Linked DNA regions of Zea mays: region 1 is linked to region 2. The links are chromatin contacts, called in public Hi-C maps. All regions are on one chromosome and are shown on one strand. Each heading gives the region's core, a stretch centred on a gene start, on an enhancer-like site or on the middle of the called end of the contact. The rest is flanking DNA. Distances are from core to core; before and after follow the strand shown. Region 1 holds the start of LOC103629419. Region 2 has its middle 43 kb from the start of LOC103629418.

Region 1 (5,576 bases), core at 185-2,684, 170 kb after region 2:
ATCTTTCGTCGAGCGCACATATCAACTCTGACTTTGATTTGGACGTCGGGTACCTTTGGTTAGACTTGAAATAAACAGTAGACATTTACAATTACTATTCATCATGCACTTTGGTCCCACACTCCAGCCTCAGCGGCGTCTAGGTAGCTGCATGGAAGATTGGAAGGCACCTTTTTTGACTAAACGCACTAGTTTCCTTTTCCAGCCGCTATTCCTATTCCTGACGCGTGAAAAAGCCCCAATCACGACCTGGTCGTACCGCGCTCGCTGGTCGACATCGACTGATCGCCGGCAAAAATTCCACCGTTTTTCCACGGCTAGTCGTGGCCCCGTCACCGTGACGTGGTGGCGCCCCACGACAAGGGCATCCCGACGACGGCGGAAGCGGCCGCCGACGACGGTCCGGACACCGGGATGCCCATCGCCACGCGGCACCAACCCTGCTGCACCGGCGGCGTCGCGTCCGTGGCCGTGGCCGTGGCTGCCGGCGCGTCGTCGCGGAGGCCAAGCAGGCGCACGGAGAGGTGCACGACGCCGTGGCCCCACGCGCCCCCGCCCCCGCCTCGGCGCGGGCAGCGCAGCGAGTAGCTGAGCCGGCGGAGCGCGCGCGGCGGGCGGAGGCCGTCGAGCACGTCGGCCACGGGGATGCGGCACCAGCCCAGCGGCGTGGCGCCGACGAGCCGGCAGGCGGGCTCCGAGAGCACGGAGACGTGGACGTGGGCGCGGCCCTCCAGGAAGCCCGCGCCCACGGGGACGACGAGCGTGTCGCCCCACGCGTGCTCGCCGCCGCCGCCGCCGCTCCCCACTGCCACCGCCGTGCTGCAGGCCGAGCCGGCGGGCGCGTCCGACGACGCCACGGTCACGTACGGCCGCAGCCGGCGGGGCAGCGGCGAGTAGGACGGCGGTAGGCGCAGCGAGTCCGCCGACAGCACCGTCACCTCCAGCTCGACGCCGTCGAAGCACCCGTCGTCTCCGCCGCCGCCGTCGTTCTTCGGCCGCAGGAACCGCAGCGACGATGACATGGTGGCCTCGTCGATCGCGGGATTATCAGCAGATGCGGGTGCAGCAGGATGCGGTAAAGCGGGCGGGTGGCCTCGCCTGGCGGTTTATACGGGCGCATGGCGTGGAAGGTGTAGCCGGGGGGGAAAGTATGAGGGAGGCGGGAGGAGGACGAGGAGCAGCTTCGCCCTTCTCTCTTGCATGGGGCGCGCGCGAAGCCGCACAGAAGGTTAGCTCGCGTTGCGAGCGACGAAGGTTAGCTAAGCTAGCTAGGGGCGAGAAGCCGCTTGCATCGGCGCGCGTTAGTTCTTGGCGTCTTCGCGGAACGAGAGCACCGGACAGTGGCGATGGCGACGTGAACCTTTTCGTCTATTTTGTTTTCTTCTTCTCGGGAAGAAGAGGTGTAACGGTTCGAGTTGAATTCAAATAAAAGTTTTTGAATTCGTAGCGGTCCTTATTGGGACATGGAATTTTCAAATCAAACCGTCGGAATTGAATTCAAAACACAGGAACGTGCGTCGCAGCCTGGGGCGGGAAAAGTACAGGACCGGCAAAAAGATATATATGTACGTATGACTTTGTGCTGTGTGTGACTGCTGTCTGGACGCCTGACAGCGACGTACGTACACGCCCTAGCTACTTTCATAAACAACTGTACGTATGTAGAAAATTAAAATAAGTGTTAAACAAATATGGAGACGACGAAGGGGGGGCAAGTTCGTGGTTAGCAGCAATAGCAAGACGTGGCATGCATCAAGAACGCAAATGTAGGTGGGGTCAGTGGTTACACGCTTGACCTAGCTGATCAAGTGGGATGGTGGATAATATCGGTGGGGAAAACACTTTGGTGCATGTAACTTACGAGCGCTCAAAACATATTGCTTCATACTTTAATAAAAGTGAGAAAAAAAAAGTTAGTTTTAGCTAGCTTATGCACACCGCACACATTTCAAGTTTATATATGAGAATGTCATATGGGGCTATTGATGTTTGAGCTATATATATGCTAAAAGTTAGGGCCTATTTAGAAGCACACGGGGGTTAGAAAAAGAGTTTATATATAGTTTCTAGAAACTGGTTTATAAAGGAAAAAAGTTGAATAATGGGGTGGTTGGAACTTAGTTTCTAAGAAACTAGTTTCTAGTTTTTTGATACACAATTACTAGCATATCCTTTCTCTATTTTAAGAAGCGGTGATAATAGATGTAAATTCATGAAACCAATAAGGGCATTGATGTAATTAAACAAACAAAAGCTTGTTTTAGCTAGAAAAAAGTAGCTTCTTGGTTTTTAAGAAACTGGGAATCCAATTTCTATAAATTAACTAGAGCATAAACTGATACGTTTGGAACCACTCTAGTTTCTATAAACCAGTTTTTTTAAAAAAAAACTAGGTCCTTCAAAATAGGTTCTTAGGGGCTTGTTTGAGATCGAGGATAACGAAGGGGCATTGGAGGGGCTAAAATTCTCTTACTATTAATTTTTGAATAACAAGAGATTTTAGCCCCATTCAATCCCCTCTAGTATCCTTACTCTAAAACAAGTCATAGAGGTGTGTTTGATAGGGCTCCTCACCAAAGGCTCCTCCAAAAGAGCCGGAGCCGTTTTCGCCTCATTTTTCCATGTAAAACGACTCCTCCAATTAAAACGTTTGCTAGAGCTTCTCCAGGATAGCCGGAGGTGAGTCCTACCAAACACACACTTAATATCATTGGAGAGGTTATCGTAGAACTAGTAACTAGCCCATACCATTGCGGATGCCCTTAGCAGTGGCAACATGCATGATTAGCACAAAAATGGTAAAAGATTCAACACAACATGAATCGGTTCTTTGCCTCTCCTATGAACTGGTTCTTATACCAAGTGTTCTCTATAAACTGGTTCTTCGTTTCTCCTACATTTTGAACCGCTTACAAATGTATACATGCCCCAAGCTGGATCACCCACAATTGCTTTGGACAAACACCACACTCCTATCGCCATCAAACAATCTAGATGATGCCAATCACCAAGAGTAAGAAGAATAAACTCTCACTTGAATCTATCGAGGCTAATGAGATCAATGGGTGAATCACTCTTGTTTGTACTAATAAGGTTGCTAATTGTGTGAAATCTGACTCTCAAGTCCCTCCCTATGCAATAGCTCCTCATCACACTATATATATATATATATATATATATATATATATATATATATATATATATGTGTGTGTGTGTGTGTGTGTGTGTGTCTGTTGCTTTGGCTATTAAATGGGACAAGGGCAACAATTGGTTGGGTATTTATAGACTTAAAACGACAACTAACCATTATAGGCAACTCAAGCTAAAAATGCGGTCGTTGGACCAATGAACAATCACCGTCAGACCATAACACGTGATCCAACGAGGCACAACAATAACTATTATGCTACTATGTGAGAACTAGCAGTTTGAACGCCACTTTGGGTATATGGTCCGACGTTTACCATCAGACCAGTTCGACGCCTACTAGAATCTCTTTAGTCACTCCGCAACACTCATCGGACCTATCCACGTTGGTCTGATGAGGCAACTATTCATAGGGTTTGATGACCAAACTCAAATTTGTCTTTATAAAACACACATACAATAACCTTATGTTGGTATTAATCATCAAAACACTTGAGGACCTAGATAATTCCAATCTCTCCTTTTTTGATCATTGATGACAACAATATCTCAAGTATGTGAGGATTAAGGTTTTTGAAAGTGGCTTTGTTTATATGAACTTTGAAGTTTAAGCATCAGGCGTTAGGATAAGTTCATATAACAAAATTCTATAATCATATATGTTGGGTCCTTCCTCCTTCGAAGGTCCTCAAAAACGTAATTAATCGTATGACTTCAGTATGACACAGATTATTGTAGAAGGCTTCAGCTTCGACATAGAGGTCTTCTATGACAAGAGTAGAGGTGAAACCCGAAGGTGACAAAAAATGGGTGATGAAGCTATAGTCAAGGGACTTCGGCTCGGGTTGACGATGAAGACCAAATGCAACAATAACCAAAAAAGGACAAAGACTATTTAGTCCTTAATGTTTTGTATTATAATTGTTGACGGTTGACAATGACAAAATGTACTTTTACTCGGGCTGCGTCCCGTGCCTATAAATAGATGAACAGTGGCACTGTACTGTTCACGCTGGATTATATTCACTCTCTCGCATCCTCGCCTTCGAGCAAGCCGAAGGTATCAATGTAATATTAACATTGTTGATATTCATATATGTTTTATAGAAAGAAATAATAAATGAACTATTAAGATATAGTTAATTTATTCCTTCGCATTCCTATCCTTGCATTGATATGATGAAGGTATGTCCTTCTTGACTTTCGTCTGAGAAGCATTATACCCGTAAGGAGATAATGCTTCGGAGGACGAAGGTTCTTAATGATTGACAATTGTGTTGCCTTGTTCTTGACCCATAGCATTTGAGAACAAGTGACCAACATTGGCGCCCACCTCCGGTGAACTCACTCCACAACCTTCGGTAAGCATTCTGCATGGTACGATGAAGGCCTCAGCACAAGGAGCTTTGTCAGGAGAGCTCATTCAACGAAGATGAATGGTACGACGACTTTCATCATGGTAACTTTACTTTTGATGATGCTTCTCCTCTGGCAGCAGAATTGCATGCTACCTCGTGGCCACAATCCTACAAGCCACCTTAGTTGCCCATGTATGATGGGCATTCGGATCCAAAGCAATTTCTAATGAGCTATGAGGCAACAATATCCTCGTATGGGGGTAACGCTGCTGTCATGGCAAAGTCCTTTGTCATGGCAGTCAGAAGCGTGGCCCAGACATGGTATTCCTCCCTTCGGCCAGTGACAATCACATCATGGCAGAAGATCAAGGACATGCTAGTCACTAGCTTCCAGGGCTTTCAGACAAAGCCAGTCACTGCTCAAGCCTTATTTCAATGCACGCAAGACCATGAGGAGTACCTACAGGCGTACGTCTAAAGGTTCCTACGTTTGAGAGCTCAAACGCCTATAGTGCCCAATGAAATTGTTATTGAGGCCATGATCAAGAGGCTTCGGCCAGGATCTACAGCCCAATATTTTGCAAGGAAGCCACCACAGACCTTGAAAAAACTCCTTCAGAAGATGTATAAGTACATCCGGGCTGATAATGATTTCCGCCAAAGAAGAGAGGAAGCATACAGGTTTTCTGAAATGACCAGGGGCTTCGGAGGAAGGCTTCATCCGAGGCATGTTAGGTCAATCCATAATTCTAATGACAACGATGAAAGAGCCAACAATGCTCAGAGCAGTCATCATAGCTCACAGTCTTTGAGCATGAAACAAACTTCTTATAGACCACCAGCTCCGAGAGGCAAAGGAGGAGGAAGCTTCAGTGGAGGAAGGTTCGGTAATCAACCTAGGAAGTTGTACTGCCTTTTCTGTGGTGAGGACAAGGGTCACACAACGAGGACGTGCCAGGTCACGATCTAGAAGCAAAAGGAAATTGTTGAAGCCGAGGCACGGTAGAATCAGCCGAAGCAGGTCCTCCATACTGTTTCGTGCTACTCTCCATACATCCTAGAATACGTAGG
Region 2 (5,710 bases), core at 1,903-4,402:
GTCAGATGGGACACCGGTCTTGTTCTCTGCGGCCCGAGTCGGCTCGGGGTAGAGTGGTGATGGCGCTCCCTGTTGACGTGGCGGGCCCGCGCCCGAGGCCTGGCGACGTGGGGGCTCCTCCGAAGCTGGGGTCGAATCGGTCTTCCGTTGCCGAGGCCGAGTCCGAGCCCCCGGGTCGGGCGAGGCGGAAGTCGTTCGGCAGAGGCCAGGGCGGAGTCCGAGCCCTGGGGTCGGGCGGAGCGGAGTTCGTCGTCTTCCGGGTCTTAGCCCGAGTCCGAGCCCTGGGGTCGGGCGGAGCGGAGTTCGCCGTCTTCCAGGTCTTAGCCCGAGTCCGAGCCCTGGGGTCGGGCGGAGCGGAGTTCGCCGTCTTCCGGGTCTTAGCCCGAGTCCGAGCCCTGGGGTCGGGCGGAGCGGAGTTCGCCGTCTTTCGGGTCTTAGCTCGAGTCCGAGCCCTGGGGTCGGGCGGAGCGGAGTTCGCCGTCTTCCGGGTCTTAGCCCGAGTCCGAGCCCTGGGGTCGGGCGTTGCGGAGTTCGCCGTCTTCCGGGTCTTAGCCCGAGTCCGAGCCCTGGGGTCGGGCGGAGCGGAGTTCCCTATGGCGCCCCTGGCGAGGCCTGACTGCCTGTCAGACTCACTCTATCGAGTGGCACTGCAGTCGGAGTGGCGCAGGCGGCGCTGTCCTTCTGTCAGACCGGTCAGTGGAGCAGCGGAGTGACGGTGGTCACTTCGGCTCTGCCGGGGGGCGCGCGTCAGGATAGAGGTGTCAGGCCACCTTTGCGTTAAATGCCCCTGCAACTCGGTCAGTCGGTGCGGCGATTTAGTCAGGGTTGCTTCTTAGCGAAGCCAAGGCCTCGGGCGAGCCGGAGATGTGTCCGCCGTTAAAAGGGGGGCCTCAGGTGAGACGGAAGTCCCTCGAGGTCGGCTGCCCGAGTCCGAGGCTAGGCTCGGGTGAAGCGTGATCGAGTCACTCGTATGGACTGATCCCTGACTTAATCGCACCCATCAGGCCTCTGCAGCTTTATGCTGATGGGGGTTACCAGCTGAGAATTAGGCGTCTTGAGGGTACCCCTAATTATGGTCCCCGACAAGTGCGCTAACGAGTCTAGCGGAGAAGAGCTAGTGCCCTAAGTACATGCCGTCGTGGTAGCCGGAGAGGTTTTGGCACCCTGTTCGTGTGATGTCGTGGCCATCGGAGGAGCGCTGGGGCCTGGCGGAAGGACAGCTGTCGGGGCTATCGAGTCATTGCTGACGTCTCCTTGCTTTCGTAAGGGGGCTGAGAGCCGCCATCGTCATGGAGCATGCGGGGCGCCATCATTACTTGTTTACCGGGGCGAGCCAGATGGGACGCCGGTCTTGTTCCCCGTAGCCAGAGCTAGCTAGGGGTAGGGTAATGATGGCCCCTCCTATGATGTGGTCGGTCCGAGCCCTGGGTTGGGCGAGGCGGAGGCTCCTCCGAGGTCGAGGTCGAGTCTGTCTTCCGAGGCCGAGGTCGAGTCCAAGCCCCTGGGTCGGGCGAGGCAGAGACCGTCGGCTGAGGCCAGGGCTGAGTCCGAGCCCTGGGGTCGGGCGAGGCAGAGTTCGTCGTCTTCCGGGGCTGAGCCCGAGTCCGAGCCCTAGGGTCGGGCGAGGCGGAGTTCGTCGTCTTCCGGGGCTGAGCCCGAGTCCGAGCCCTGGGGTCGGGCGAGGCGGAGTTCGTCGTCTTCCGGGGCTGAGCCCGAGTCCGAGCCCTGGGGTCGGGCGAGGCGGAGCTTCCTATGGCGCTCGAGGCCGGACTTGGTTGCTGTCAGCCACACTCTGCCGAGTGGCGCAGCAGTCGGAGCGGCGCAGGCGGCGCTGTCCTTTTGTCAGGCCGGTCAGAGGAGCGGCGAAGTGACTGCGGTCACTTCGACTCTGTTGACTAAAGGGCGCGCGTCAGGATAAAGGTGTCAGGCCACCTTTGCATTAAATGCTCCTGCGATACGGTCGGTCGGCGTGGCGATCAGGCCAAGGTTGCTTCTTGGCGAAGACTGGGCCTCGGGCGAGCCGAAGGTGTGTCCGTTGCTTGAGGTGGCCCTCGGGCGAGACGTGAATCCTCCGGGGTCGGCTGCCCTTGCCCGAGGCTGGGCTCGGGCGAGGCGAGATCGTGTCCCTTGAGTGGACCGAGCCTTGACTTAATCGCAGCCATCAGGCCTTTGCAGCTTTGTGCTGATGGGGGTTACCAGCTGAGATTAGGAGTCTTGGGGGTACCCCTAATTATGGTCCCCGACAGTTACACATTGGTCTTGATGTGTGGACTTGTCAAGATGTGGAACCTAGAAAAGTTAATGAATAAGAAACCTAGAGAACAAAGGGGTTGATGTTGGAAATGTCCTCTCTGTAACAAAAATGGAGAAAAAACAGGGAGGACTTTCCCATGTCCCCTATGCGGTAACAAGCACCCTAATCAGGGGCACAAGCCGCTTCTATCAGTTGTGGCTCCTGGTCATGGGATGTCGCTATATAAAGGAGATTTAGGATCAGCGTGAACTCCAACATGTTCAGACGCCTGCTACCCTAGCCACCACATTCATCCTAGGTCTCGATCACCTTGCGCCTTCCCAGCGACCATAAACACCATAGCCAATAGCCATGGTTTCCACAGAGCTTACCACCCCACAGGGCTAGGCACTGAGAAGCCCTTGTTGTCCCTCTAATCACGAAAAGGAAACAATCGGAGCAGGCATGCGACAAGATGGTGGAGCACGCCAAAGTGGAGGAGGAGATGGCGCACCGGCAAGAAGCATCCGCTATCGCCACCGCCGCCCTCAACGCAAATAAAGAAGGTATGGCTAGTGGTTTACATATTCAGTAGATTATGATCTCACACATCATAGAGGTAGAGTCTCGGGTTGGCTTTCTAGGGACTTAGGCAACATTGAGAGGGTCAAATTAATCTATCAATGTATACCAGTACAATGCCAGTGCGTTGCGGCATCCCATAAACATTCGATAAAATATTAGCGTACAATGATTACATGAAAACTATTAATCACAAATCATTTGCCTACAAAACAATACAAAACTAAACTCAGGATCCAGAGAGCCTCCTCTCCCTCGGTTGTTCAGCCACACATCATTGCGTCGGCGCCTCATCTTCCTCTCACTCAGCTGTCTGCCCCGCTGCCTACAGAGACGCATGGTGGCGGAGAGTAGCGGCAGCGGTTCAAGACGCTTGCTGATGAGGGAAGGTCGATGTCCTCTACGGTGGTGCGGAAGAATCCGAGTGAGTGAGACGGAGGCAGGGAAAGAGATGGAAAGTTAGTGGTTTATGGCTTACCTTATTTGATCATGCAATATGTAAGATTTATTTTATATGGTTGTTAAATGTATATATATGCTTCACGTGACCCATGAAACTCATGCTTTAAAGCGGTAAAGAAAGACACGGAAATGGTCTTGAGAGTTGAAATCATCATGAGCCAAAACACCCGAAACCAAACCCGTTCATTTTTTTACAGCAAAAGTTATGATGCCGCCTGGCGGTCGATGATGCTGAGCTAGCTGGTGATGATGCTGAGCTAGCTGGGGTGTACTGTACGTCTTCCCAACCGTTTTGGCAGCGACTAGAAGGGAAAAGATAATAACACGTGTGGCTGTAGTAGATTGATTTCGCGTGTCATTGATTGCGCGTGCAACACTATAGACAAGACAACAGACCAGCTTTTGTAAACGATTACGAATCGTCTTCGTCGCTCACCTTGAAAGTTTAAGGCTGCTGCTTTTGTAATAAAAAAACGTCTGCGTCGTCGTTGCTGCTAGCTTCCGTTCCCGTCAACCGTCATAAAATGTTTCTCAAGATTTTTTCAGGGGCTTGGATGTATGGCTATAGATGGTTTTGGCGAGATTTTTTGTAGGCATCACGGATTTGTTTGTCTCTGAAAGTTTGGTTGCCTCCTTTTTAGAATGCGACCCCGGCCGGCCCCCTAGTACTTTCTACGTTTGCTATATATGGAAATTGCTGGTTCGTGTGAAGTTTTTCATGACATTTCTACGTTCAGGGAATTAAGGAAATTATATATATATATATATATATATATATATATATATATATATATATATATATATATATATATATATATATATATTAAAAAAACCGAACCTCTACCTACATAATAAAGGGAAACACAAAAACCGTCAAAAACCGCTCCACATTTAAAAAATTTCAAAAAATTCATAAAAAACGAAAACTGCCGGTAAACCGTTTTTTGGACCGGTAAACCACCATTTTTTGCGAGAAACCGGATTCGATGCCAAGATTGAGTTCCAATTTAGGCATTTAGTGGTCAGCTTAGACATATTAGTCTTGTTTACTGTTATATGTTATATGTGAAAATGTTACATGCTATATGTAAAGATGATTTACTGTTAAATGTTATTTTTTGCCCAGTTAAGTGCTATATGTGAAGATGTTATATGATATATATGAAGATGTTATATGTTATATGTAAAGATGAGTTAGTATTGTTATATATGTGATGTCTTATGGTTTAAGGATTAGTTATTGGTAAATATGTTATGGTTTAGTTATTGTTAAATGTGAATGTCCAATAGTTTATGGTTTAGTTATTGTTTCAAGATTCTTACCATGATACGCCTCATTCACAACAATAAACAATAAGCGGTCGACGTCGTTCGGTTTTATTTCCTGTCCAAGATGGAATCCGTAGCTCAAGTAGCTCTAGTTCTTCTAACTATGCGCCTGGTCAAAACTCAATCTATAACTGTTTTGCATGGCAATGGTAACCGGGACAGGGACCACCAGGCAAAGTACAACCATCGATCATGTATGGGTATGGAAACTATGGACCCCCTCCACCGCCATATTCAAATATGTATCAACCAGGACCACAGTATGGGTATGGACATGTTCCCGCTGCACCAGTATGTTATTTTTGCTTCGTCAATAAGTATTTATTTCTCGTTCTTGTTTTTCTCGCTAATATATCTCATATCTTTTGTATAGAAATATCACTATCACTATGATATATTGGAACCATATCACGATCTTTCCAACATGCCTAGGTACTATAACTATGACTCAAGCCGAATATATGAGTATTGTGAAACAAGTCGACCTATGTGTCGTTGGAGAGCTTGCGAAGTTTGTTGGTTGTTTGTTGCATGAGAACTGAAGTTTGTGGTTGCATATGTATGTTGTATATTATTTTTATGAATATATGTCGTGTGGATCAATTAATATTTACTGTGCAATGTGAATTGAGCAAATTACAAATAAATTCTGTCAAATTTAGCATTTTTCTGTAAAAAACAACAAAAATTGGTTCATTTTCATGGAAAATCGGTGGTTTACCGCTGGTTTTTCGTCGCTAAACCAGTACGAATTTAAATTTAGTTGGATTGTACAAACCGGTTGTTTTTACGGGTTTTCATCGGTTTACCGACGGTAAACCATAACCGGTGGGTAACAATTTTTTTACTTAAAACGGTTTTGTAAACCCAGTCGGTGATGTTCTGAGCTAGCTGTGGCGTGCTCTTTCCAGCCGTTTTGGCAGCGATTCCTTTTTCTTTTCATTTCTTAGGCAATTCTGTTTTATTTGAGTTTTATCTTCATTAAATATTTTGCCACATAAGCAAGTGTGATCACATGTCAAAATCTAATAAGAAGATAGATGGAGAGAGTTTCACCATGGATGAGAGGTTTTAGTCTAGATAAAACTAAGAATACACAATTTT

Evidence for each region. A called contact is a pair of places that touch in the nucleus more often than the background predicts.
Region 1: a Hi-C map of bundle sheath shows a contact between it and region 2, with 5 times the contacts expected there. The contact joins the promoter of LOC103629419 here to the enhancer-like site in region 2. A contact is called at or near these places in 2 of 25 Hi-C or Micro-C datasets (bundle sheath and leaf mesophyll).

Annotation. Positions count from the first base shown.
Region 1 is chr6:72,903,879-72,909,454 of Zm-B73-REFERENCE-NAM-5.0, forward strand. It overlaps LOC103629419, which reads right to left and starts at 1,435. Exons shown (of 1, transcript XM_008650548.3): 1 at 1-1,435. The coding sequence starts at 1,022. The coding sequence ends at 333.
Region 2 is chr6:72,728,854-72,734,563 of Zm-B73-REFERENCE-NAM-5.0, forward strand. No RefSeq gene overlaps it. Among protein-coding and RNA genes, the nearest start is that of LOC103629418, 43 kb to the left of the region's middle. Within about 2 kb of position 3,153, at least 9 of the 20 cell types and tissues checked have an H3K27ac peak or open chromatin away from gene starts, as enhancers often do. A contact at or near this core is called in bundle sheath and leaf mesophyll, where this site is marked.